Regions from separate parts of the Mus musculus genome. Here region 1 is linked to region 2. A link is a contact called in public HiChIP or PLAC-seq data. All regions are on one chromosome and are shown on one strand. The core of a region is the stretch at or near the end of the contact, and the rest is flanking DNA. Distances in the headings are between cores, read along the strand shown.

Region 1 (6,957 bases), core at 2,182-4,681, 320 kb after region 2:
GGAGTGGGTCATCCACATGAATGTGAAGAAGCCACTTGTGGCATGGGATCCTCTAGAGGTAAGACACACCAAGCCCAAACTGCTGACCCCTTGCTTGGGCTTTCCTTATAGTCTCCCTCATCCATAGCCCACTAGTGCATCCCTAACAAGCCACTGGACCTAAGTGGAATATTTTTACACATTGGAGCTAATGGACAGAGACAAGGGAAAACCTAGGGTACCTAGAAGAACCAGGGCCTCTCTTCTGGGACCAAATCACCAGGAGGTTGAAAAGGGCTACAATGGTCCAGCACACTACCAGAGAACATCTTACAAAAACCTATAGCCGAAGGGCCTGGACCTGCTGAGCTGCAAAGAGGAAACCCTTGGACCTATGTGAGCTGCCTCAGAGTCTTGCAGAGGTTCTTTCCGAAGAAAAGCCCATCTCCTGCCCCTTCACACAAGTGCTGAGAGAACAGAGCCTTTTTACCCCTTACAATACTGCTCACTCACCTAAGAAGATGAGTTGCTCAGAGAGGGACTCTTGGCACCCTATGGAATTCTAGAAATTTAAAAGACATTAAGCACTGTACTGGTAACTTTCTTGTTGCTGTAACAGAATACTTGACAAGGGAACTTAAGAATGGAAGGGTCTATTTTTGGCTCACATGTCTATGGACCATCATGATATGGAAGGCATATCCACAGAAGTGTGAGGCAGGGGTCACATTGCATTCTGAAACACTTGCATCCTGGAGTGAGGTTTTTGAAGACTCAGAAACTAAACAACTTATAAGTCTCAGAAAGTCCCTGAAATTTACAAGATTAAGAAAACCTTGGAGGAGCGAGTTGCTTTAAGTAATAAAGCTTGCTGGGGAGGGAAGAGACTGACTCTTCTGTCTAGCTGCCTGCAAGTTATTTGGAGAGCTCCAGAGTTGCAAGTTTGAACAGCTGTCATACATGCTGGGATGGGCTTTCCATGATGCACCTGCCTTTAAATGGTCCCTCAAAGGGAATTCAGACGTGGGACAAGAGGCTGAGGTGCCTCTTTAACACATCAAGGCAGACCTGGTCTCCAGATTCTCCCAGCATACCCTGCCCTCTACACTGAAGTCTGCAGCCCAGGACTGGGCTTCCTCTTATCCAGAGGCACTTCACTATATAATCCAGACATTTTGGCTCTCTCTTTTCTCTCTGCTCCCTACTCCCCACTTTTCTGTCTCCTTGTCTGCACACTGACTTCACTGACCTCCTCTGGTGAGGTCAGTGAACCTGCCCAAGAACTGCCCCCTAATAAACCTGTCTTTATACTTTAATTCCGCTTGAATTGGCTCATTTTGTCACCAGAGAATACCTATCACCTGCCCCTGTAAGTAACTCACCACCTACACTCCCGTAAGTAACCCCAATAAATTCATTGGTCCACAAAGTTGGACTTTGATGTAATTGTGTCTTAGCTCTGCCATTGGTAGCCTATCTTAGAACAGTAGATATTTGCTTGTGATATCCAGAAAGATCACACAACAAGGTGCCACCAGGAAGCAGAGAGAGATGACTCCAGATGTTCACTGCCCTCTTTGTTCAGTCCAGGACCTCAGCCCATGGGATGATTCTACCCACATTCAGGGTGGATCTCCCCACCTCGGTTAACCTAATCTACTCCATCACAGACAGGGATCTGCCCCCTAGTGATTCTAGATCCTGCCAGTTAATATTAGCTCTCCTGACCAGACAAGGTCACAGGCAAGAGCCACACAAACATGGATGGCCACAGTCAGGAAGAGCACCTGAGTGCTACACTGGATCACTGCCATACTCTGGGCGAATGCAGCTCTAGGATCCTTTTCAGAAACATTCTCCAACAACAGTGGCACTACCTTGTGGTTGCAGGGCATTCTACCCACCACCTCCATAAGACCCACTTGCTAGAAAAGTCTAGACATGAGGAAAACTACTGTTCTCTTCAAAAGGCTATAACTGTTCATACAGGCAACCTAAGGTAGCCTGCTTAACCTCTGTAACATGAACAGTCCAGCCTCAGGAGAGATGCTAGGAGGCCCTTCAAGATAATGAACACCCTTTACAGGGCCATGGGGTTCAGGCCTCTCAGCCCAGCTATCTGGGACAGCAGAATGGAAAGCTTAAGTCTGCCAACAGACTACAGAGCCTACCTCCCGTACTTGGCAAGAACTTGTCTCAAAATTAAAATTAAACAAGGAAAAGTTATATTCCTCACACCTGCCTAGAATCCCCCAGTGAGAGGCCAGAGTATGGCTCAGCAGTAGAGTACTCATCTAACATGTACAAGGCCCTAGGTTCAATTCCCCGTGCTTCCAAATAAGAAAAAAAGGAAGGAAGGGAGGCAGGGAGGGAGAATGGAAGAGAGAGAGAGAGAAAAGATGATAGAACATGGAGCTAGTATCATTAAGGCAAGTTTCCAACTTCAGATTCCATTTCTTATCCAAGTCCCTGGATACAGCCAAAGACTCGCTAACCTTAGCCCAGGGCAAACCTGACTTCATGAAGAAGAAAACCGAATCTGATTCTGTAGGCCATTAAGCTTCTCTTCAAAATGAGGCTTCGTATTTTTACAAAAATGCTAATTTTGTTTTTCAACACTGCCTGGAAGGGAAGCACAGAGCCTCAAAGCCCTTGCCAGGCTGGAGAGAAGGAAGGGGGCCGAGAATGCGCCCAGCAGCGGGAGCCAGCTCCCCTGGCTGCATATGACTCGGCAGACAGCGTGTTTTTCCCATCACCTGAGGCCCAGAGCCAATTTGTGCAAAAACAAGCTGCAGAGATAGGCGGGTGGGAGGAAGTGAGACCACACAGATAACAGGAGACAGCTGTGGGAGCCAGGCTCAGGCCAGAGGCCGGGAGATTTTAATTAGAGCAGCAGAGAACCCAGCTACTGGGTGATGCACCTGGCAGCCCTTCTGTTGGCTCAGGTAATGAGGCCCCCAGCCGAGGGCCCAACACATGCCGCAAACACGCAATGCTTCCTAATTACCACACTGCTTGGCCCCTAGGGCTCAGTCATGCGCCCTCTTGGGGCACCCATCAAACACCTGGGAAGGAAAAGGATGGAGCCCCAAGAGTCTCCACCTCCTTCCCAGAGCATCCCAGGGCTTCTGAGTGCCCTGGGAGCTGTATTTTGAGGATGCTGGGACTCTAGCCAAGCAGTAACTGCCCTGCTTCAGTGGGAGGGGTGAGGGCCTGCTGGCCTCTGATGGAGACACTAACCAGAAGGGCATACTTGCTGCCACCTGGGGTACTTGCCAAGAGCATGTTGACTCTGCACAGAGGGGTCATGAAGGGGCAGGTGGTGGGGAAGTGACAACCTGGTTCAACCCCCAACTTGGACACTTGATGCTAGTTCCAGAACCAGGGACAAAAGCCTTCCCTAGACTGGGCCCTGGGGAGCTCTTTTGTATAGAACAGCCTCTGGAGACCTTCCTTCTGAGCGTGGGTGTCTCAAAGTCCACAGCAGCCTGCCAACTAACTGAGGCTCTCCTGAAGTGGTCTCATGGTGACACTGGCACTTCCTAAGTGCTGAGTCACAGTGGGGGACTGTGTGCAAGTGCATTTGGCAGCAGGTCCAGTCTCTGAGGAATGAAGAGAAGAGATAGGGAGAAGCCCACTGATAGTTGCTGCCTGGCCACCCAGCCAAAGGACAGAGGGAAGAATAGATGGAAGTGTCATGATGATGGCAATTATGGTGACAAGTGACAGTGGCAACGATGGGGCTGGAGAGATGATGGCTTAGCTGTTAAGGGTAAATACTGAAGCCAGGCACAGTGGTGCACACCTTTAATCTCAGCACTTGGTATGTTAAAAGAGGCAGGCAGATCTCTGAGTCTGATCTATAGAGCTAATTCCAGGACAGGGAGGGCTATACAAAGAAACCCTGTTTCAAAAAAAAAAAAAACAACACAGCAACAAAAAAGAACAAACACTGCTCTTACAGAGGACAAGAGTTCTACTCCCCAAACCCATGTTGTGGGGCTCACAATTGCCTCTGACTCCAGCTTACGAGGATCCAATGACTCCGACTTCCACAGGCACTCTCATGTACCCATGCCCATACTTACATAGATTCACTTAATTATAATTTACAAATTTAGAGATGGTGGTGCTGGTAACTGTGCTGATGCTGGCAATGGTAATGGGGAATGAAGGGGATGGTGGGGAATGAAGGAGATGGTGGGGATGAAGGGGATGAAGGGGATGGTGGGGATGATGGTGATGGTGGGATGATGGTGAGGACCGTATTAATGGAGTGCAATGGAGAGATGGTGATACTAATGCTGATGGTGATGACTCTAACAATCATACACATATGGGCTTTGCTGTATAGTAGGTCTTCTTACCCTCACTTGACATTGAAGCCCAGAGAATGTCATCACAGTCACAATGTACACAACTCTCTCCAAAGACATTTTAACACACCCGAAGTTGTATCTAAGTGATCATATACACAAGTGTGCTTGCACCATTATCTAGCTCAGGACCCCATCACCCACCAGGGCACATGGAAGTCACCTCAGGACACAAGGACCCCCACATACTGAGTGTTCTGAGGATGCTCCCAGCAGCAGGAGCCAGCTCTCTTGGCTGCACATATCCAGAATGCTCAGTGTTCTCATCCCTATGCAGGTGGTAGAGAGAAGATGACATGACCTGTCATCATGGAGACACGACAGGCTAGGATGCTGGCTCTGCTTCTGATGTGTGTTGTTGCCTTCGGCAGAGGACAAGAAAGGAAACTGAAGCCACAAGTTCAAACCTTGGGCAAAAGCCCAGAGAGCCTTCAATAGGTGCCGACTAGGAACACAACTGACTGTCTCAGATCTTATCAGCTAAGCATGAACTTGTGTGTGTGCGCACAGATGCGTATGTATGGGGACATAGCTCTACGCATGTGTATGGAGGCCCACAGTGACTTCAGCTGCTGTTCCTCAGCTTCTGTCCATCTTGTTTTCTGTCTGGCTTAGGGCTGACCAATTAGGCTAGGCTAGCCAGCTGCCCAGAGATGTGCCTGTGTCTACCTTCCTCTGCTGGAATTAGGAGCATGTGCCACCACACCCACCTATTTTATGTGGATTCTAGGGATTGAACTCAGAAGCGCTTTAGTAACTGAGCCATCTCCAGAGTCCCATCATCCTCTTCTAAATAAAAGGATTTATCTCAACATCATCTTTCTCCTTTCCAAGCAAGTGTCTTAGGAAAAGTCCAAGATAAACTGACAAGAACAAAATTGCTCATCCCCTGACAATGAGCTTGTCCTAATCTGCACAGAGAGGCCATCAGGAAAGGAGGTGCGCTCACGCTGCAAGCAGACCCCACAGGGAAGGGCGGCTGTTGCTCGCTTCTTTTCACCCCTGTCAGGAGAGAGGAACCCAGGGCTAGGGCTCAAAGCCTAAAGTCTTGGAACTCTGCTCCTGCCAAACCGCATCAAGCCAGAGCTGCTGAGCCTGGCTTCGAGAACACAGGGAACGGGGAAGGCAGTTCTGGAAGCTGCACAGAGCAGCACGTGAGAGATCAGAGATGAAGCCTCCCTGCCTGTTCCCTCAGGACCACTTCCTGAGCCAGCTCCCTGGCCAGGAATCAGAGTGTACTGTGTACATATGAAAAGTGAGTTTTCCTCTGTGGAAAACAATAGGCCTGAAGCAGACACACACGCCATGCGTGAACCCTTGCTTCCCAGGACAGCCTTGCAAAGAAATGTCATTTAGGTTAGCTATCTGCTTCCTCCACTTCATGGTCACTTGGCTGGAGATCCCACAATTCCAGAGCATTATCAGTGATCAGACACAGCAGGACTTACTGCCTATATTTATATGACAGAGAGCAGGGCTGGCAAGACCAGCCCAGCTGAAATCAGCCACGTACCCACAGCATGCCCACAAAGGGTAAGTTAGGCCAGGTGTCGTAGCCCTACCTACTATCTCAGCCATCAGGAAGCTGAGGCAGGAAGATACCAAGCCCAAGGCTTACCTGAGCTGCATAATGAGACCATGTCTCACAAAGGCAGAAAGGGGCTAGGGAGATTGTTCGGCAGATAAAGTGCTTAATGTGCAAGCACAAGGACCTAAGTTCGAATCCCAGACCCCATAGCAATGCCTGGGTTCACACAGGAATACTGACAAGTCCACGAGGCCCCACTCCTTGATGGAGAGCCACAGTAGATGGCTGGTAAGAGGGGGAGCATCAGTCTTCCCTGGGGATGAGCCCCCTGATAGGTTATCCAATCCCACATGGACAGCCCTAAGCATATGTACCTATGAGCAATGCTAAATGGACTGTAAGTGTGTGTGTGTGTTCACATGCACATGTGCACACACACACATGTGTAAGATAAATACAGAAGAGGCACTCATCAATCCTAGAGGGCACTAGGGAAGGGATGAGTTGGAGGAGGAAAAGAGGGTGTGTAAGTGATGTAACTATAGGATACCCACGTGTGAAATTCTAAAATAATAAAAATGAAATTTAAATTTAATTACACACTTGTAATTAGTCCTGTGGAGGCAGACAGAATGGACCCTCGGGCTCCCTGGCTGTCCAGCTTAGACTGCTTGGTGAGTTTTAGACCAGTGAAAGATCCTGTCTCAGAAAAACAAGGTAGATAGTGCCTGAGGATGGTACCCTAAACTACCCTTTGACCTTTACAGGCACACACCCACACAGGCATGTTCACACATGTACTTGCACATGCATAAGAATATGTCCCTATACATACACAAAAAGAAGAAAAAAGGAGAAGAGGAGGAAGAAGAAGAGGGGTAGGAGACAGCCTGTCTATGTGGCAATCCACCATGGGATAGGTGACTTTCTTTTTTGTTTGTTTGTTTGTTTTTTCGAGACAGGGTTTCTCTGTGTAGCCCTGGCTGTCCTGGAACTCACTTTGTAGACCAGGCTGGCCTCAAACTCAGAAATCCGCCTGCCTCTGCCTCCCAAGTGCTGGGATTAAAGGCGTGT
Region 2 (7,716 bases), core at 583-3,082:
ATTGAGTACTTAGAAATAGCTTGGATGCCCATAGGTGGCTGTGTGACTGTGGGCAGTATTGTAGCTGGGTGATTTTGTGTCTGGGACAGTTGGCTGTGTGACAAGGTTAGGTTCTGCAGCTTGGTGGGTGGTCTGGGTGTCTGTGGGCAGCTGGATGGCTGTATGTAAATGCCACCTCTTGAGCACACATCATGTTCTTTAATCTTCCTGGAGATCACATATGTGTATTATTTTTTTTTTGTGACGGACTTTTCTTCACGGAGAAGAACAAAGCTTGAACAGGTGAGAGTAAACAAGGCCCAGGCCACAGGCCAGGGATGAAGCCAGGATTCCTGGCTTAGGTGCCAGGCCCTTGGGGCACTACCGCTTAGAAGAAAGGCTGCCTGAGCCTGGAGCCAGATATTGTGTGGTGAAAAGACATAACCACTCTAGTCCAGGCTGGTCTGGAACTCACTCTTTAGCTCAGGTTGGCCTTCAATATGCAGTAATCCTCCTGCATCAGGCTCTTGAGTGCTGAGCTAAGACTGTCGGCGAATGCCACCATGTCCAGTGCCTCTGGGGCTTTCCGTAGTGTTGTACAGTATGCTGGTGATCTCAGTAGTCTACACTGAACCAAGCACTGTGGCCCTTTGACACACTTGTATGACTCACTGTCCACTGAGGTCACAGTAGGAACCTTATACCCCAGACTGAGTCTAGTTAGTCCTCATGATAGACATCCGAGGATTGTGGGTGTCCTCGAATGCTTTCTGTGCAGATTGTGGCCTTGGCCTTGGCTGGTCAGGAGGTAGGAGGTGGCAGGTAACAGAGTGATACCTACAGCTCATCTGGCCCAGCCTAGATCCAGGGATGTCTTGCTCAGAACCCTTTGAGGTAAGAGTCTGTCCTGATAGCCCGGCACACTACAGGCCCCTTTTCTCTTTGTGTTCCTTTGCTTGGTGACAGGAAGCCTGGTCACCAGTAAGAAGGCGTTGGGGAAGAGCTGGCAGAAGGTGAAGAAGGAAGGGTGGGATGGAGACATTATTCATTTCACAGAAACTCAAGTTTGGCCCCAAAAGCAGATGTTATGCGCGAAGGAAGGAAAATGCAGAGTGCCTGAAACAGGGCTGGAGAGATGGCTCAGCAACTGAGAGAACTGGTTGCTCTTACCCAGCCCTCAGCACCCACATGCAGCTCATAACATCTGTAACTCTAGCCTCAGATTATCTGATGCCCTCTTCTCATCTCCATGGGCACCAGACACATTTGTGGCACACTTAAATCTGGGGATTAAAAAGGTATCTGAGACAGTAGAAACATTTGAGGCAGAGATCTCATGCTGGGGGTTAGCCATCTACTCCAAAAAGGGCAGGGCCCTGTTCAACATTAGGACGGAGAGAGAAAACTGGGAGGGAAATAAGAGAGTTTCAGATGCTGGGCCCACCCTGGAAGGAGGCCTAGTGTGGTCCTGGACTGAGGAGGAGATGTCAGAGAAGTTCTAAAGTCAGGAAGGGACATATGAACATGTTCCTGGAGTGGGCAGGGAATCTCGTGTGTTCCTGGGGTGGGCAGGGAACCTCTGTGTGTTCCTGGGGTGGACAGAAGGCCTCAGTGTGTTCCTGGGGAGGGCAGGAGACCTCAGTGTGTTCCTGCGGTGGGCAGGGAACCTCTGTGTATTCCTGGGGTAGGCAAGGGACCTTAATGCAGTCTGACAAGTCAAACAGAACATCACACAGGGGTGGCCATGGCAAGGCTCAGCAACACTCAGGTTTGAAGCCCAGTGAACAGGGTTAGAGATTTCTAAGGATCAGCTGGCCTGCTGGTGAACAGCTCATACTTTGGCTGCTCTGTGCCTTCTCCAGGCCCCCAAAGCAAACAGATTGCCCAATCCTGGTCACGGGTGTGGAGCCAACAGAGGCCTGGGCCTGGCCAGAAGTAGACAAGGACCCTTTTGTATGTACTGTCAGCTTACACTGGCCTCCCAGCCTGTGCCCATCCTTGGCTGTTTTAAGGCCTGGCCTCCTAGCTTTCTGATGCTTCCATGTGCTCTTGAATAGGGACTAAAGGTCAGAGCTTAAACCTTCAGTCACTCATCAAGGGGCAGCCTGAACCCCTTCATATTATCTGGGTTGCCCTGTGACTCACCATGCTCAAGAGATCTGGCCTCTGGGAGATGGACTTGTCTGACAGAGTCATCAGGGAAGGCTCCCTGTTTGGTATGGTTCAGCTTTCTCAGCTGAGCCATCATGAGGAAGACATACTTCCTGTCCCATGAGACCATCAACACAGAACCGTGCAGAGGCAGTTTAGAGGGGAGTAGACCTCATTGTAAGGGGAGCACATTCAGGCAGTGGAACATAGAACTCTGGAGGGTCTAGGGACAGGCAGGGTAACCCTACCACCAGCTCTATGTACCATATGTGCAGAGCCGCTTTGTAGCCAGCCACTCTGGCTAGTCTAGAATGGTGGTTCTCAGCCTTCCTGACACTGTGGCCCTTGTACACAACTCCTTGTGTTGTGGTGAACCCTCAACCATTAAGTTATCTCATTGCTACTTCATGGTTGTAATTTCTCTACGGTTATGAATTACAGTGTAAATAAACTTCTGGCTTGCAGGATATCTGATATGCAACTACTGTGAAAGGGTCATTCAACCCCAAAGAACAGCCAAGGATAGGCACAGGTTGAGAACCACTGGTCTAGAAGGCAGTGTTCATGAGGATCTGGAGCAGCCGGGTCATGAGCAGGCACAGATTTTGAAGAGAGCACCTCAAACTAGGATTGAAGGTAGAGATTGGCCACAGACCACAGGCACAACCTGTGACTTCACATGAGACTTTGAAAGCTGCCTAAGTCACTTTCTGAATGGCATCTGATGAGAACATGGGCTATGGCACTCTTTTATCTACTGCTCCCTGCAATACACTAAGCAGCAAGAACAAGAGGTGGCCCCTGATGACATCAGAGGCAAGGCTACAGACATAGGGTCAAGAATGAGACCAAGAACATGGCAATTGGTAGGGACCAGGGAATGAGAACATGCTATGAGTGATGGGGTGGGCCTCACCAGGGCACTGGCGTGAAGATGGAGGGAACCAGGTTTACAGCAGCCCAGCAGCACCTCTGGACATCTTGAGAGACTCTGTCTGATTCCTCAAGCCTCTCATTGAAGCCTGTGGTCTGATTTCCCAGGCACTGTTGCAGGAAGCAGATGTCTAATGGGGAAAGCCCCTAAGGGCTTGGGGTAATATTGAGTGGGTTGCCACTGGTATTTGCTGAGGGCTTGGAGACCCAGGGTTCAGGTCTGAGCAATGCAGAGTGGAGAGGCTCAGTGTACCTGGGACGTGGGGGGCACCCAATGTGAAGAAAGTACACATTATGCATGGAACATGCTGGGTGAGAGTATACAGCTATGTGTACATATATATGTATATGTGGTTGTATACATAAGTATGTATTCCATGTACATTCATGTGTTTGCATATTTCATGCACGTGTTCTTATATGAGTATATTTTGCACATGTGTAGGTATGTATTATATGTGTATTCTTATATGTACAGGTATGTATTACATATATAGGTTCATGTGCATTGTCTATGTATGCTTCTTTGTGGGGGTATCTATTGTAGGCGCTCATATTTATTACATGTGTGTGCTTGTGTGTATGGGTGTTTATTATGTATGCTTCTATATGTGGGTTATTGCATTGTTCCTGTCTAGTGCATGTGTGTTTGTAGGCTACATGTACATACATGTGGGTGAGCATATGAACATTTCTGTGGTCCAGGGCCAAAATAGTAACTAACTCCACTGTAGCAGCTGGGACCTGGACTTGTGGAGCAAATGATGTTGGGGGTGGACATATCCTTGCAGTAACTTTGCAGAAGGGGCTGTTGGTGTCGAGGGAGTTTCTCTGTTGCTTTCTTTGGAGCACCGTCTGTGACCTTCCTGCCTTGGAGAGCACCACAATGGCTCAGGTGTAGACCGTTGAGTCATTTCCAGATCTGAGGATTAGGTTTGTAGTCACAGGAACACGATCCATATTAATTTTGAAAAACAAGCAAGCAATAACTCTGGCAGAGCCAGCCTAGACATCGGGGCAGCAGAAGATCCAGGACACAGCAGGAGTGCGGGGAGCCACCCCCCACAGAGAACCCATCCTCAGCTGAGCCTGGGCACAGAGCCAGCCTGCAGGTACCCTGAGCTTGTAGCCTGCCTAGCAACTCTAACAGCTGCTATCTCCTGAGTTCCATTGTCAGCAGAACAAGCAGACTTTAATGAGGTCCATGACATCTGCAGATGATCTCTCTGAAAGGGAGGGGCGGAGCTCACCAATCAGAGAGCTCTGTGGGCAGCTGAAGAGTCTCCCTTGCTCTCCCTGCTTTGTTCAGCCAGAGCCTTTATGGCCTTTCTCCTGCTGTCTAAGGGTCCCGCGTCCAACTGTGCAGGACACAGCTACTATCTCTGAGCCTCTCTGAGCCTCTAGGAAAGACTGGCCAGTAACTTCCCGTTCTGGGAGCCCGTGATCCTAGTGGGCAGGGACCCATGCTGACTCCAGCTCAGTGAGAAGGTCTCAGCCAGCCTCTTAAGAGCCATCATGTCCTCATGTATTCACAGACAGGGACCCCGAGCACAGAAGGAAATGCACCCCCACCATCTGTCTGCAGAACTGGCTCTCACTTTTGGCTTCTCTCCACACCGTCTGACTGGTCAGCACAGGTCTTCGAGACATTCCTAACCCCCATTTGTCTTCCATTTCTTCTATTTTGAGATGATTTTCACATCAGATTGCCCTCAAACTCATTATGTAGCTGAGGGTAGCATTGAACCTGGGTTCTTCTGCCTTGACCTCGTAAGGCCGAGAATTACAGGTGTTCACTGACAGCCTTCTGGAATGTTCGGTTGGTTGGTGGTTGGTTGGTTGGTTGGTTGGTTGGCTTGGTTTGGTCTGGTCTTGGTACTAGGGATTATGTTTGATAGGTAAGTACTGGTTGAGCCACATCCCCTGCCCTACCCCCATCTTAATGCCTGACATACGGTCCTATGGCTACTTAGGTCCCACTAGCCCCCCTGGCACCCCAAAGTTTCCCAGATGGCCAAAACAGCATTGCCTGAGGCTAACTTCAGCAGTTAGCCATCTCCTGTTCTTACTCAACAGCTGGAAGGCTATTTACTTATGACAGGAAGGAATTATTAACAAACGGTGGTAGCACTGCTGAGAAATGGCAGGGACAAGAATGAGTTACAAAACCCAGCAGAGCCAGCTCAGAGCAAAACCACAGGCTGAACCTGCTGCGCCCTCACATCCTTGGTGATCTCCTAGGGACCTCAGCATCAGCTATGCTGGGACCTTTTCTCCTGATGCTCCAGGGAAGGTGACCCCCACTTTAAAAAGTCCAAGCAAGTCATTTTCTCCAAAAATTGTTTGAAACAGCCACGCAGAAAGTGTCATCTCCCCCCCCCCCCCCGTGGCTATGATAGTTGCTAGGGAACCCACAGTGTCGAGGTGGAGGCAGGAGATTAAAGAGAGAGGAGGAAATACCATCTTAATTTTCCATCCTGGGGGAAGAAAATGAAAGTTGGGGGGGGGGGGGTCATCCAAAAGTGGTTTGATTAGAGCTGCTCATTTTCAGTTTTCTGTTTTGTTTTGTTTTCTTTTTTTTTTAATAGCTCCCAAAGGAAAGTCTAGATTTAAGACCTTTCTTAAGCCAGAGAATGGTCTGAGACAAGGCCTTCTGGCTCTGGGTCCAGATTATTTCTCCAGTTGATACTTTCTAAACATTGCAGGTCCCTGGAGGGGAAGCAAGACGGTAGCAGCGACTCGTGCAAGATGTTCAACCCCCAGGTTCTTGCATCTTGCTTTTTTTTTTTAATTATCCTTAAATAAATTGACACGCCTCGGAGATGAGGTACACAGAAGTGGCCTGCGTGTTCCTGGAGCCCAGACAGTACCATTCCGTTCTCCTTTGTTCCTCCTCTGAGCTAAGCTGCAGAGACTTTCAAAATTATGGGAGGCAACCCCTCCCTGTGCCGTTTCGCTTTCCTCTCTTTATTTTGGGTAATGCATGCATGTGTATTCATGTTCACAGAGGTGTGCTCAGGCCACCTTACATGTGTACACGGAGCCAGGGGTAGGGGCAGATCTACACATCATCTGCAGATCTACACTGAGGCAACTGAATGCAGAGCTTGAAGATTTGGTTTGTGTAGAAAGAGGGCTTATGGTTGGGATTCCAGTCTCAAGTCTCCTGAGGCTGGGATCACAGTGGGTCGCCATGCCGTCTCAGTATCTGTATGCACGATGGAGAATTGAAACTAGGTCTCGGGCTTGCACAGCTAGTCGTTTACACATTAAGCCATGTCCCCAGAGGGGATGTTCGCATGTGTGTGTGTGTGTGTGTGTGTGTGTGTGTGTGTGTGTGTGTGTAGAGGCTGGAGGTCAATGGTGCATGTCTTTCTCCATCACTCTCCACGTTAGTTTTGGAGATGCGGTATCTCACTGAACCTGGATCCTCAGACTTGTGGGCCAATGCTTTACTCCCCAGCCTTCCCCTGTGCTTTTGAAACCTAGTCTTCCCCTTGATGGTCATCTTTGCATGACTTCCAATTTCCCTAGGTTACAAAGCTTTGAGTCATTATTGGTTTTCATTGACTTGATCCTGACAGGGAGGCTCTCCTCCACTTCATCCTCAGATGGCAAAGAGGCCAGCTGTTTTCTCCTCCTATACCCCACTGTGGAGAGCTGGCTGTGCCAGGAGTTCGAAGGAGCTGTCTGTCTGAATGCCAGCATTTCTCCTCTTGACTCTAAAGTTCTGGCTGTGCAACCAGATTATCTGAACCAAGGAAGCAGCAGCACCGGTCTCGCTAGGTAACAAAAGAACGGGAGGGAGACCTGCCTGAAGTGTTCTTCATAAAACCTGAAACAAACAAGGAAGTTTCCCAAAGACATAAATCAGCCAGGACTGGGAGCATAGGCCTGTCATTCAAACTACTTGAGAGGCTTAGGCAGGAAGACTGTGAGTTCAAGACCAGCCTGGGTAACTTAGTGAAACTTGGTCTTAACATTTAAAAGTAAAAAGAAGGTTAGGGGTGTGTGGCTCAGTGATAGAGCCCCTGCCTAGAATCCCCCAGTGAGGGACTGAGGGGCGTGGCTCAGTGGTAGAGCACCTGCCTAGAATCCCCCAGTGAGGGGCTGGGGTGTGGCTCAGTGATAGAGCCCCTGCCTAGAATCCCCCAGTGAGGGGCTGGGGGCGTGGCTCAGTGATAGAGCCCCCGCCTAGAATCCCCCAGTGAGGGGCTGGGGGCTTGGTTCAGTGGTAGAGCCCCTGCCTAGAATCCCCCAGTGAGGGGCTGGGGGCGTGGCTCAGTGGTAGAGCTCCTGCCTAGAATCCTGCAGTGGGGGACTGGGAGTGTGGTTCAGTGGTAGACTGAGCCTAGCATTATGAAGCCCTGGGTGCAGTTCCCAGCACAACAATAAAACAGTCGAAATAAAGAAGCTGGGCAGGTACATTGCGGTGCCTCTGGAGAACAGATTCTACATAGATATCCAGGATTCTCCCCGTTCTTGGAGTCATTGAGACCCTGCCTTATGGCAGTCTTGAACACTATAAGCTCAGGTCTCCCTCCTTGACTTAGACACCCCTAAGCTGTTTAGGAGACTGGCCTCAAGACAGTCATGACTCAGTGGGGCATGGAGTCTGGCCTGAGTACAGACCTCTTACCTGTGGCTGAGGGA

The links. HiChIP or PLAC-seq counts read pairs in DNA pulled down with a chosen protein or histone mark.
Region 1: a contact with region 2 is called in a FOXA1 HiChIP or PLAC-seq map of pancreatic cancer cells. The contact joins two enhancer-like sites. A contact is called at or near these places in 4 of 39 promoter capture datasets (the 3T3-L1 cell line, HPC-7-derived erythroid cells, cranial neural crest and 1 more), 1 of 115 datasets of contacts at active chromatin or transcription factors (pancreatic cancer cells) and 1 of 9 other capture datasets (adipose tissue).

Annotation. Positions count from the first base shown.
Region 1 is chr5:139,096,385-139,103,341 of GRCm38.p6, forward strand. The region is part of intron 4 of Prkar1b (protein kinase, cAMP dependent regulatory, type I beta); the gene reads right to left. Among named protein-coding and RNA genes, the nearest start is that of Prkar1b, 30 kb to the right of the region's middle. Within about 2 kb of position 3,432, at least 70 of the 459 cell types and tissues checked have an H3K27ac peak or open chromatin away from gene starts, as enhancers often do. A contact at or near this core is called in pancreatic cancer cells, where this site is marked.
Region 2 is chr5:138,774,654-138,782,369 of GRCm38.p6, forward strand. The region is part of intron 3 of Fam20c (family with sequence similarity 20, member C); the gene reads left to right. Among named protein-coding and RNA genes, the nearest start is that of Fam20c, 23 kb to the left of the region's middle. Within about 2 kb of position 1,833, at least 89 of the 459 cell types and tissues checked have an H3K27ac peak or open chromatin away from gene starts, as enhancers often do. A contact at or near this core is called in pancreatic cancer cells, where this site is marked.